Linked DNA regions of Hordeum vulgare: region 1 is linked to region 2. The links are chromatin contacts, called in public Hi-C maps. All regions are on one chromosome and are shown on one strand. Each heading gives the region's core, a stretch centred on a gene start, on an enhancer-like site or on the middle of the called end of the contact. The rest is flanking DNA. Distances are from core to core; before and after follow the strand shown.

Region 1 (5,196 bases), core at 1,250-3,749, 140 kb before region 2:
ACATGAATACAACTTCATCAACCTTTTTCAATTGCGGACATCAAAATCCTACCAACATCGACGATGGTGACGAAGATGAGAAGTGCCGACAAGAATATGGTCTAGTTTCTTTGCTCGCTTTTAGAATAAGCTACCCGCTACCCAACTTATTTTAGAAGCTCAATCAATTTTTTTAAAGTCTATTAACTAAAACTTGCCTGGTAGACTTTTAAAAATATATTTTTGATTGGGCTTCTAGAATAAGCTGGATAGGGGGCAACTTATTCTAAAAGCTTAAAAAAGCCACCAAAAGAACTGACCCTTCATGTTGGCATTTTTTCCCCGGTGCAAACAGACACATTAAATTAATGCATTCAAAGATTGAAGGAAAAAGTATAGATGCAGACACTCACATACACGCACCTTTAATAAGACTTGAAATTGATGAAGTCACCACACGCGTCTTGCATTCAAATATTTAAAAAATTATAAAAAATCCAACTTCAACACACCTCTACTCTTTCATCCAATGATAGTGCGAAGTTGAATGAAACATCATCAAAGGACATGAATACGGCTTCATCAATCTTTTCCAATTGCCGATGCCAAAATCATAACGTCATCGACAAGATGATGAACACGAAAAGTGGCAACAAGAATGTGCCACTTGAAACGTGCACCAGCTTTTTTTCTTCTGGCACAAACATACACTAAATTGCTGCATTTAAACGTTAAAGAAAAAAAAATGTAGACGCTTACATACACCCACCTCAATGAATGCGATTTTAAATTGATGAAGTCATATACAAATATCTCGCTATGAATGAGAATGATGCCTACCACTAAGAGAATCTTTCACGGTTATGGGCATTAAAGCATGATGATATGAATTTCTTCTATATCTGGACACGCGCATCCCTACCCCGTCATTATACAAGGCCTTAGAATCTCCCAGGTCCTAAGCACAACAGCAGTGAAGCAGTCAGCTAATCATCCTGATCAAGAAAAGGGTAATCGGTGTAGCCAACAACAGGATCGAATGTGTAGAAGGTGCTCCTGTCGTACTTATTCAGAGCGGCGTTCCTCCTGAACCTCTCCGGCAGGTCGGGGTTGGCCAAGAAGATCCGCCCGTACGCCACAAGATTGGCGTAGCCTTCGTCGACGGCCCTGTCCCCTTCCTCCCGGTCGTACCCGCCGTTCACCATGAAGGTGCCCTTGAATGCCTTCCTGAACGGCAGCAGGCGGCGCGGGATCATCCGCTCGTTGACGCACATCCGCGGCTCGATCATGTGGCAGTAGAGGACGCCGAGCCCGTTCATGGCGCCGATCACGTGCAGCGCGAGCGCCTCCGGGTCGGAGTCGACGCAGTCGACGTAGTCGGCGAACGGGGAGAGGCGCACGCCGACGCGGCCCGCGCCGGCCTCGTGGCAGACGGCCGCGATGACCTCCGCGGCGAAGCGGCAGCGGTTCTCCAGGCCGCCGCCGTACGCGTCGGCCCGGTCGTTGACGCCGTCCTTCATGAACTGGTCGATGAGGTACCCGTTGGCCGCGTGGATCTCCACGCCGTCGAACCCTTAATTTGATCACAAATGATCGACGATCAGCGTCGCAAGATGAGGGCTGTGCTGTAGTTGCCTAGTTGGTGTCTTGGTGATCGGATATGCATGGTTGATCGTCAGTTACCGGCTCTGATGGCGTTCCTGGCGGCGACCCGGAAGTCGTCGACGATGTGGGGTATCTCCGCCGTCTCCAACCTTCGAGGGGCCGCGAACTCGAAGACACTGCCGTCATGGGCGACCTGAGGCGTCACCTGCTTATCCGTGCTCGACACCGGAGCTTGCCCATTAGGCTGGAACTCTGTGACATGATCCGTCCATTGGAAAAATGAGAAAAACGAACACCACTGGTACGTACGAGGATAATTAATCTTTTCGAAGAAAAAAAGGTACGAGGATAATGTCGTACGCGCCCACGAACCTACGGGCGAGACGCGGCCGGTGTGCCATATCTGGCAGAAGAAGACGGCGCCCTTGGCGTGAACGGCGTCGACCACCGGCTTCCACGCCGCCACCTGCTCCTGGCTCCACAGGCCGGGGACGTGCGGGTAGCCCCGCGCGGCCTCGGACACGGCGCATGCCTCGGCGACGAGGAGCGCGCCCGGCGCCGCCCTCTGCGCGTAGTAGAGCGCGTTGTGCGGCTGGGCGAGGTTCCCGTACGACCTGCACCGCGTCAGCGGCGCGTGAACAACCCTGCGTTGCGTTGTCGGCCATGGCCGCGTCAGTGATCCAGGATCTCTTAGTTCAAAGGAAACGAGTTACGTACTGGCTATATACTAATCAACTGACCTGTGCGCCAGGTTGAAGTCGCCCATCTTGTATGGCGTCAGGAGCGGAGTCGTCGTCGGAGTCGTCGTCTCCATGCTTCCTTCCACTGTCTTCTTCTTCTTCCTGCTCGATGGACTCTATATGTGACTATTTGTACCTCCGGTCAGGGGAAGCGGAGTAGTAGTCCACCTTCAAGACGTGTTGTCGAGCTTCTATTGCGCCAAATTAATATAAGTGGACTAGAGATTATGCAGGTAATCGACCTTTGTGGCTGTGTAATTGTCTATGGCTGCTATCGTGCGCGCCCGTTGCAAGCTAGGAAATTTCGACCAATCAAAGCAAGACAACGAGATTCATTTACAGCGATTGCACCAAAAGAAAAGCATCTATCAATAGTTGGCGTGTTGATGCGAACGTCGACGGTCCACCTCCGAGGTAAGGATCGGCTACTTACGTACGATGATATCTGGAACTCATGTCTCATCTAGTATTCCTTATTAGTAGTTGATCCGAGTGCGGCATTTTGGCGCTGGGGCTACATGAAGCCTTTTTTTTTTTTTGAAACATTTCAAAATAACATTTTAAAGTTTCAAAAAATTATGAAAAACAATCCCACATTGACATGTGAATGTATGCTACATGTGTGTAAAATTTCAGAAGAAAATACATTGATTCTTGAGCTACACAAAAAAGTGAAATTGTTGATTTTTTTAGAGTGAACAGTGCGCACACGGTCACCGTTCTCCAATATCAGCAATTTATCTTTTTTTGTAACTGTATTTCGTCATGGAAATTTATGAGTATGAAGTATACATCCATATGATACCGTAATTTTTTTCTGAGAATTTTTGAAGCATTGAAACTTTGTTTGGATTTTTTATATTAAAAGGAGCATTTTAGAGAACTCCAACTGGGCGACCTATTTCGTCCGCCGCCGTCCGTTTAGAACCGCACTGATAAACGGATGACCCATTACCAAAACGCGTCTGTTTCGCGTCCGCGCCGACTTTCGGCCCACATTTGGGATTGAAATGCGTCTACGCGGACGCAAAGCGGACGCGCGCCTTCTTGGTGTCTGCCCCAACCACCCACGGTCAACATAATTTATGACAGCCGTCCTCCTTGGCCCCACACGTCAGCGGTCGCGGTCGACCTTTTTTAATCCACCCTTGTGGTGGGTTTCGCCTCATCTGCTTCCAGAACCCACCACTCCCCATCTCGCCACCTTGTCGGCGACCAAACCCTAGCCGCGTGCCATGGTGGCTCCTTTCAAAACAAGGGCAAAGCCCCCTCCACCCCCGCGCCATCTCCTCGCCGGCGTCTTCCCGCTGGCCTCGCCAGCGTGTCAGCGTGCCGGTGCACCAAGCGCGGTGGCACTGGAAGCACCGCGTGTCGCTGCCTTACCCCGATGTTACCCTCCCGCACCACTGGCATCTGGATTCGGAGAGGATCCCGGTGCCGGCTGTGCTGCGGTCGGCGCGGTTGCGCGCGGAGGAGGTGAGTCGTCGTCAGTGTCTGCTAATGCTGGAGCAGCAACTCAACCCTACCTACGCGGCCGACTCCCCCACTGGGAGATTTCGTTCGCGGTCGAGCACGAGGAGAAGCGTCGGCGTGGCGTGCGCGACGTGCAGCCCGGAGGCCCTCCGTCGCCCCCGCCCGTAGTCAGCGAGGAGGAGCAGGAGGCTGAGGCTGCCAACCAGGCAGCGTTGGAAGCTGTTCTCCGCGAGAGCAAGGGGGAAAAGCGGCGCAAGGCCGACGAGGACGAGGCGGCTTACCAGCAGCGGCTCGTGTAGGCCATCGTGCTGTCGGTCGCCGGCGACTGCATGGTGCCACCTTCGCCGAAGAACGAGCCCACGGAGCCGCGGGAGGTCTAGCAGTGGACCGGCTGGGTCCGCGAGTGGGTCAGTGCGCTGCCCATCTGGCTGGGCGCGACACTGGAGTAGGAGGAAGCCTACCTCCTGCAGTGGAAGTCGGAGCACCTGCAGGCGGAGCATGCCGAAGGCTGTCGGTAGATGGAATTGGAGAAGGAGACGGAGGAGGAACGATGGAAGATGGAGGAGGAGCGCGCCCGTGCTGCGTTTCCAACCTCACTGACCCCATCGTCGACACCGCCAACCTCCTCGTCATGGGCCTCATCCGGTGGTTCTTCCTCACCGTCTCGGAGGACATCTTCCACACCGTGGTTCGCGATGGGGACGATGCCTACACGGTGTGGACCAAGATCAACGGCCTCTTCACCGACAACAATCTACAATGCGTCAAGTTATTGCAGCAGGACTTCTTTGGATGTCATCAAAAAACACCCTCTCCAGCGACGTCTATTGCCTTCGGCTCAAGTCCCTCTCCTATAAACTCAACGACATGGACTTCAAGATCGACGATGCGGTTCTCTTCTCCACTCTTACCACCGGTATTAACAAGGACTTCGGCAACGCCGCCTCCAACCTCACCCTCGTGGTGGATCCCACCTTTGAGCACGCGGTGGTCTAGCTCCGCCTTGAGGCATGGGCGGATGAAGCCCGCGCGCACCCGCGTCGTCCACATCGCTCTCGCCGTCGACCTCTCCTGCGACGGACCCGTGCCTCCCGTGTCGGCTCCGCAGTCGGCTCCTCCGGCCCAGTTCCCGTCGTTTCCACCACCACTGCCGCAGCCACAACAGCAACAACAGCGCAATAGCGGCAACGGCAATCATCGCCGTGGCCGTGGTGGCAATCGCAACGGTCGCGGCAATGGCGGTGGCGGTGGCCACCCACGCTTCTCCAACACAATGGCTCCGCCGCCCTAGGGTGGTGGCTATAACCCCTGGACTGGGGTTGTGCAAGCCTACAACATGCCCATGTCGCGCCCCCCGGCCCCGGGCCTCTTTGGTCCCCACCCGACGGCGCATCAGGCC
Region 2 (5,469 bases), core at 465-2,964:
TACTTATCTATATTGAATTGAACGTGTGACATGTAGTTTTTGAGCTTGTGTCGCCAGCAACTCTAACTGCTGACATTTAGTGATTAAAGAGAAGTGCGAATCTATTTAACAACACACCACAGTGTTGATATATGATTTTTTTAACATTTTCTTGAAAGTTGTCAAGAAATTTGAAATCAAAATATTATTAAAAGCAAAAAAACAATTTTAACATTCCAAACATTTTTGCAAAAAAAGTGAACAATAAAAATTTATTAATCCACAAAAAATATAAAGTACAAAAAATTCTTGAAGATTAAGAACAAAATTTTGAAAGCACTAATTTGTTTTCAAACTGATTGCACTTTAAAAAAATGATTCAGGTTTCAAAACTATTTGTTTTTCTACAAAAAGTGTTCGCATTTTTATTCGCACTTCAAATTTTTGTGCAGGTTTCAAAATTATTTTTTTAATAAAAAGTGTTCGCATTTTTGTATGCACTTCAAATTTTTATTCAGGTTGTAAAATGTTATTTTTATAAAAAGTGTTTGCATTTTTTTGCACTTTAAAATTTTGTCCAGGTTTCAAAATCGTTATATTTTATGAAAAGTGTTTGCATCTTTGTCCGCACTTTAAAATTGCTTGTTTTTCTATAAAAAGTATCCGAATTTTTGTCTGCACTTTTATTATTTTTCAGGTTTCAAAATTGTTTTTTCATTGTAAAAAGTGTTCGCGCTTTAAAATTGTGTGCAGGTTTCAAAATCGTATTTTAAGTGTCGGCACTTCAAAAATCTTTGCGGATTTCAAAAATGGTTCGGGTTTTCAAAAAGTATCATAATTCCAAAAAAATCAATAAAATGTTTGGATTTAAAAAATGACAATTTTGAAGAAAATGTTTCAAGAAAAATCCAAATTTAGACGTTGGGTCGTGTGGTTATAAATACAGCTTCTAGTTTATCAACAATAGCTATCTGCTAGAGTGCCCAGCAATCTCGCCAGGTCGCAAGTTGGAATCTCAACAATCTCGCCTCGATTTATCTTTCGTCTCAGGTTCAAGGTTGAGGTAGAGATGGACTCTATTGTTGCAGTGAAGTTAATCCTGGCTAAAGAAGTTGATAGTTCGGTCTATTCGTTGCTTATTAGAGAGATTATAAACACCTTAGGTCTCACCGTTGATTCTTGTGTTACTCATGTAAATCGTAGCCAAAAGAAGGTCAGCGACAACATAGCTAAATCTGCTTGTTTAGAAGGTAAAGCTATGACTTGGTTTAGTACAGGTCCTTGGGATGCTATGAAGGTACGATTTTGAGTAATACTTCCAGCTTCCCCAGTCCTAAAATAAGTGACTCAAAAATGATTTAACTTTGCATTAATTAACTTTAATACAAAGTTGGGTCATTTATTTTAAGACTGAAGAAGTATAATGTTTCACACACAAATAGAAATGGTTTATTTAAAACTTTTTTCCATATAAAAAAAACAAACCATGGTCGGAACCACGAGCGCGGCACACGGAGAGTGAGCGCGATACACGCACGCACGCACGCACGCCAAGGGCGCGGCGCGGGCTGCTCGGGGGAGGCCGAAACGGCAAGGCGCGGACGGACAGGCACGAGCACATCGCGGCGCCGTGCCCGGTGTACTTGTACTACGTCTACGTGGCGCGCGCAGCAAAAGGCGCGGGCCCCGCAAAACCACCACCAAAGAAAAAAAACGAAAACAAGCGGCCGGTTGCTCCTCCTCTTCCTCCTTGAGGCGCAGGCGCAGGCGCAGCGGACGGAAGCAAACGCAACGCAAAAAGGAACGAGCGGGGAGGAGAGCAGAGGGCGTTTCTCCGTCCTCCCTCGCCGTGCGCGCGCGGCGGCGGCACCACACCACCGCCATGGCCATGTCCAAGCAGCAGCAGGGGGACCCCGCGGCCTTCCTCGACCTCGTCGGCCCCGACCTCTCCGCCTGCGTCTTCGCCCGCCTCCACGACCCCGCCGACCTCGCCCGCGCCGCCACCGTCTCCCGCCCCTGGCGCAGATTCGGTCCGTTCACCCCCTCCTCCCCGCACCCCCGCTGCACATACAGTAACCCTCTCGCTACAAATGGATGAGAACATCGGCCCCCTTTTGCGCGCAGTGGAGGGGAACGGCTTCCTCAAGAAGGCGTGCGTGCGCAAGTTCCCGGAGCTGGCCGTGCTCGCGGGCGCGGTGGAGGTGCGCAGATCGCCCGCCCCATCCCCCGGGCCCAGCGCCGAGGCCAACGAGCACAGGATCTACTCCCACCTCTACGGCGCGCTCGTCCCCGACGCCAGGCCCGCCGTTGACTGCATCCTGCACTGCATCGGCGCCTCCAGCACCGACAACTTCCCCGACGAGACCATCGACAACACGCTCGAGCCGCAGGACCGCGTCAACAACCGCTTCTCCTACTGGTCCAGCGCCGGCCAGGACGACCCCGACGTGCCCGAGACGCTCACCTACAGGCTCGGCTCCGACATCTGCGTCGTCGATGAGATCAGGATACAGCCCTTCAAAGGTAGTCTCTCTTATACATACATAAACTAAGGTCACTAGACACCTCATCTGATTACATAAACTAAGGTGACTTGACATCTGAAACTGACCATCAGGTTTCCATTGCGCCGTCAGTTATTTCATTTCTATGTCTGCTTATCATGTCCGATTCTTTCCGACAGTGACTCGGACCGTTTCGTTGTGTCGGCTTCTTTCGGACTGTGAATCCGACCGCTTAGTTGTGTCGAATTCTTTCCGACGGTGAATCGGACCGTTTCGTGTTGTCGGCTTCTTTCGGACCGTGAATCGGACCGCTTAGTTGTGTCGAATTCTCTCCGACGGTGAGTCGGACCGTTTCGTGTTGTCGGATTTTGTTCCGACCCGTGAATCTCAACGTTTCATCGTTCGCAATAAATGACCCGTTCATGGTTGTTTCGTAAAGAACAAATCAGTCCAACGGGTCATATAGGTTGACACTTGCCGACAAATGAGCCGGTACCGTTAGCAAAGGCGCGAAATAGTAGGTTTCAAACTTTACATGACTCTACAATCAAAACGACACGTGTAAAGGGGATTTAAGAAAAAGACTAGCAATCTTGTTCCGCAAGTTGTCGCTGCTCAAGGAGCGAATGAGGATGATTAGGCAATTGGCACAAGGATAAGGAATATAGGCATTGATGTGAATAGGTCAACGGAATCTAGTTTGATGGAAATTATGGAGTGGCCACAGCAAGGATATACAGTTTTCAGATCTGCCTACAAATGGAACAGAATATTGAGTGTGGAAAACTTCTTAGCTAGCCAGAAAATCTACCCAATAACGGTTACGGGGATTGGTGACTAAGTGGTGTACCTATTATAGTCTTATAGGTAGCTAAATTAGGTTAAAAGAAAGAGGTCCATAACACCCCGTAAATTGATGGCTATATTTGGTTAATACTCCCAGGTGATTGAGCAATGCAAAGCAATGTATTTTGTTAAACATATAATATTGTAAATTTTCTCTCTTAGTTATATTTATCTTGTCGGATGACTGATTGCATTGCCTTTTGTTTCAAATTGCCAGCATTCTTTCAGATTGGACATCCTATATACTCTTCAAAGATGGTGCGGTTCCGGATGGGCCATTGCAAACTTCCTCGTCGATCAGAGTCATTTATCACAGATGATGATGACAACCAAGCAGTGATTGCTGATGAAAACTACATCTGGACTTATACCTCGCCTGAGTTCCTTATGTTCCAGGTGATTTTGTGCCTTGTTCTCTATTGCTGACCTATCCACAGTTTAGCGAACTGCTGAATTCTATTATTAAATACCTATAGCTATTCCGCCATGATCATTTTCTTTAAGTGGAAGATATCATTGACTTCATTTCATAAATACTGGACATATCTTACCAAAAATAAATAAACCCTGAACTACTTTGCATCTTACGCATTCCAGTACACCTTTCGCATTTTACGCCTGCACACTTTGCCTCAATATTTCTGTAGCTTCACATCAACCCAATCACATTAACATTTTTTTACTTACACCAACCACACAATCATGAGGGGCATGAAGCTCTCAGAAAATGATTGCCTAAATGGCTGAATAGGCACACGTTGTTAAAAATGCCAAGTACTGTGAAACCGAGAAAGCTACAACCTGCATCCTGGTGTACATAGAAAAATGTTATGGTCTCAGAGCCCAGCTTTGAAAATAGTTTTCTTTCACAATATCACAGAGATTTATTGTTGCTTGAGTGATCGTTCCTGTAACCGTCTTGCAAGCTAGATGAAGTTGATTCGGACGTATATTGGGGCAAGCATATTGAGGAAGAAAGACAAGGAGGAGAGATTACTGTACTAAAGCAAAGGATCTGCTGATTAGTTCAGTTCAGACATGGTAACTGCAGAGCGCAGCAGTTGCACCTGCCAGACCAGAATAGAAATTGGCAGAATTAGGAAGGGTCAATTATAATAGGTCAGGTAGAATCCAAGCCAGGTTTGGTGCCAGAGCACGAATTGGTTTAGAGTAAGTTGAAGGCAATGCTATATAAGCATGACATCTCTTGTAAGTTCTGGTCAAATAATAACAACCCTTCTTGTAGCTGCCATTCCTGAACCATTCAGAGTATACTCTGTCTAAACCCCGTCATCCTTCTCAATTGCCGGCAGCGGTGCTTTGGTCGCAGAGGACGAATCTATCCTCCTGTGTCAAACCCCTACTACCTTAGGAGCTCTATTTGGCCATAAAACAAAAGTGCTGATACATGGTTTTGTTGCAATTCAGGACAAATTGAAACGCAAAAAATAAACACAATCAGTTTTTGATCTATCATGTAATGATGGAATAATTTCAATTGGCTCCATAAAGCAGTAGGTTCCTGGAATTTGACCGCTTTACACGAAAACCAGTAAAGGACCGGCCTAATACCCAATATCAAGCATGAAAATTTTCTTCCCCAACTGGATGCATTTTGTGCTTTATGCTATAGGTGATATTGTATTGATATTATAAATCAACATGCTGTATTGATGCTGCAATGACCTTACTGTTGCCATCTAATTTGGTTTTACAGGAAAATAAACTGCAGACGTTTAAACTCCCGCGCCCAGTCCTGTGCATTGGTGGTGTTGTAAAGATTGAGCTGCTGGGAAGAGTGCAGAAACAAGCAACTGATGATAGGTATTACATATGGTAAGTTGAAAATGATATTATTATGCAAAGAATATGGCATTATTATTCAAATTTGGAGATTAGATGTGATTCCATTATCAGTCTGGGTTTATTAGTGTGTGATATGCTTGTTTTGGCATGTCCAAAAGATTCCCTTGCTAACCTGGAGGAGTTGGCTTGTCCAAACATTGGCCAACCAAATTTTGGCTGCAAACCAAGAACGTCAAAATTATTATTGTTAAGTGCAAATAAAATTGTGCACCTCTTTTTTCTCTCGAAAAGGCAAGTAACCCGGCCTCTGCACCACAGGATGCACACAGCCATA

The links. Hi-C and Micro-C count contacts between places; a contact is called where the count stands out from the background.
Region 1: a Hi-C map of leaf shows a contact between it and region 2, with 3 times the contacts expected there. The contact joins the promoter of LOC123447442 here to the promoter of LOC123449919 in region 2. A contact is called at or near these places in 3 of 6 Hi-C or Micro-C datasets (leaf and seedling) and 1 of 1 datasets of contacts at active chromatin or transcription factors (embryo).

What each region holds. Positions count from the first base shown.
Region 1 is chr4H:597,772,419-597,777,614 of MorexV3_pseudomolecules_assembly, reverse strand. LOC123447442 (12-oxophytodienoate reductase 1-like) reads right to left here and starts at 2,499. Exons shown (of 4, transcript XM_045124044.1): 1 at 2,325-2,499; 2 at 1,957-2,228; 3 at 1,663-1,836; 4 at 750-1,552. The coding sequence starts at 2,398. The coding sequence ends at 966.
Region 2 is chr4H:597,634,349-597,639,817 of MorexV3_pseudomolecules_assembly, reverse strand. It overlaps LOC123449919 (F-box protein At4g00755-like), which reads left to right and starts at 1,714. Exons shown (of 5, transcript XM_045127286.1): 1 at 1,714-2,009; 2 at 2,104-2,502; 3 at 3,547-3,725; 4 at 5,047-5,165. The coding sequence starts at 1,862.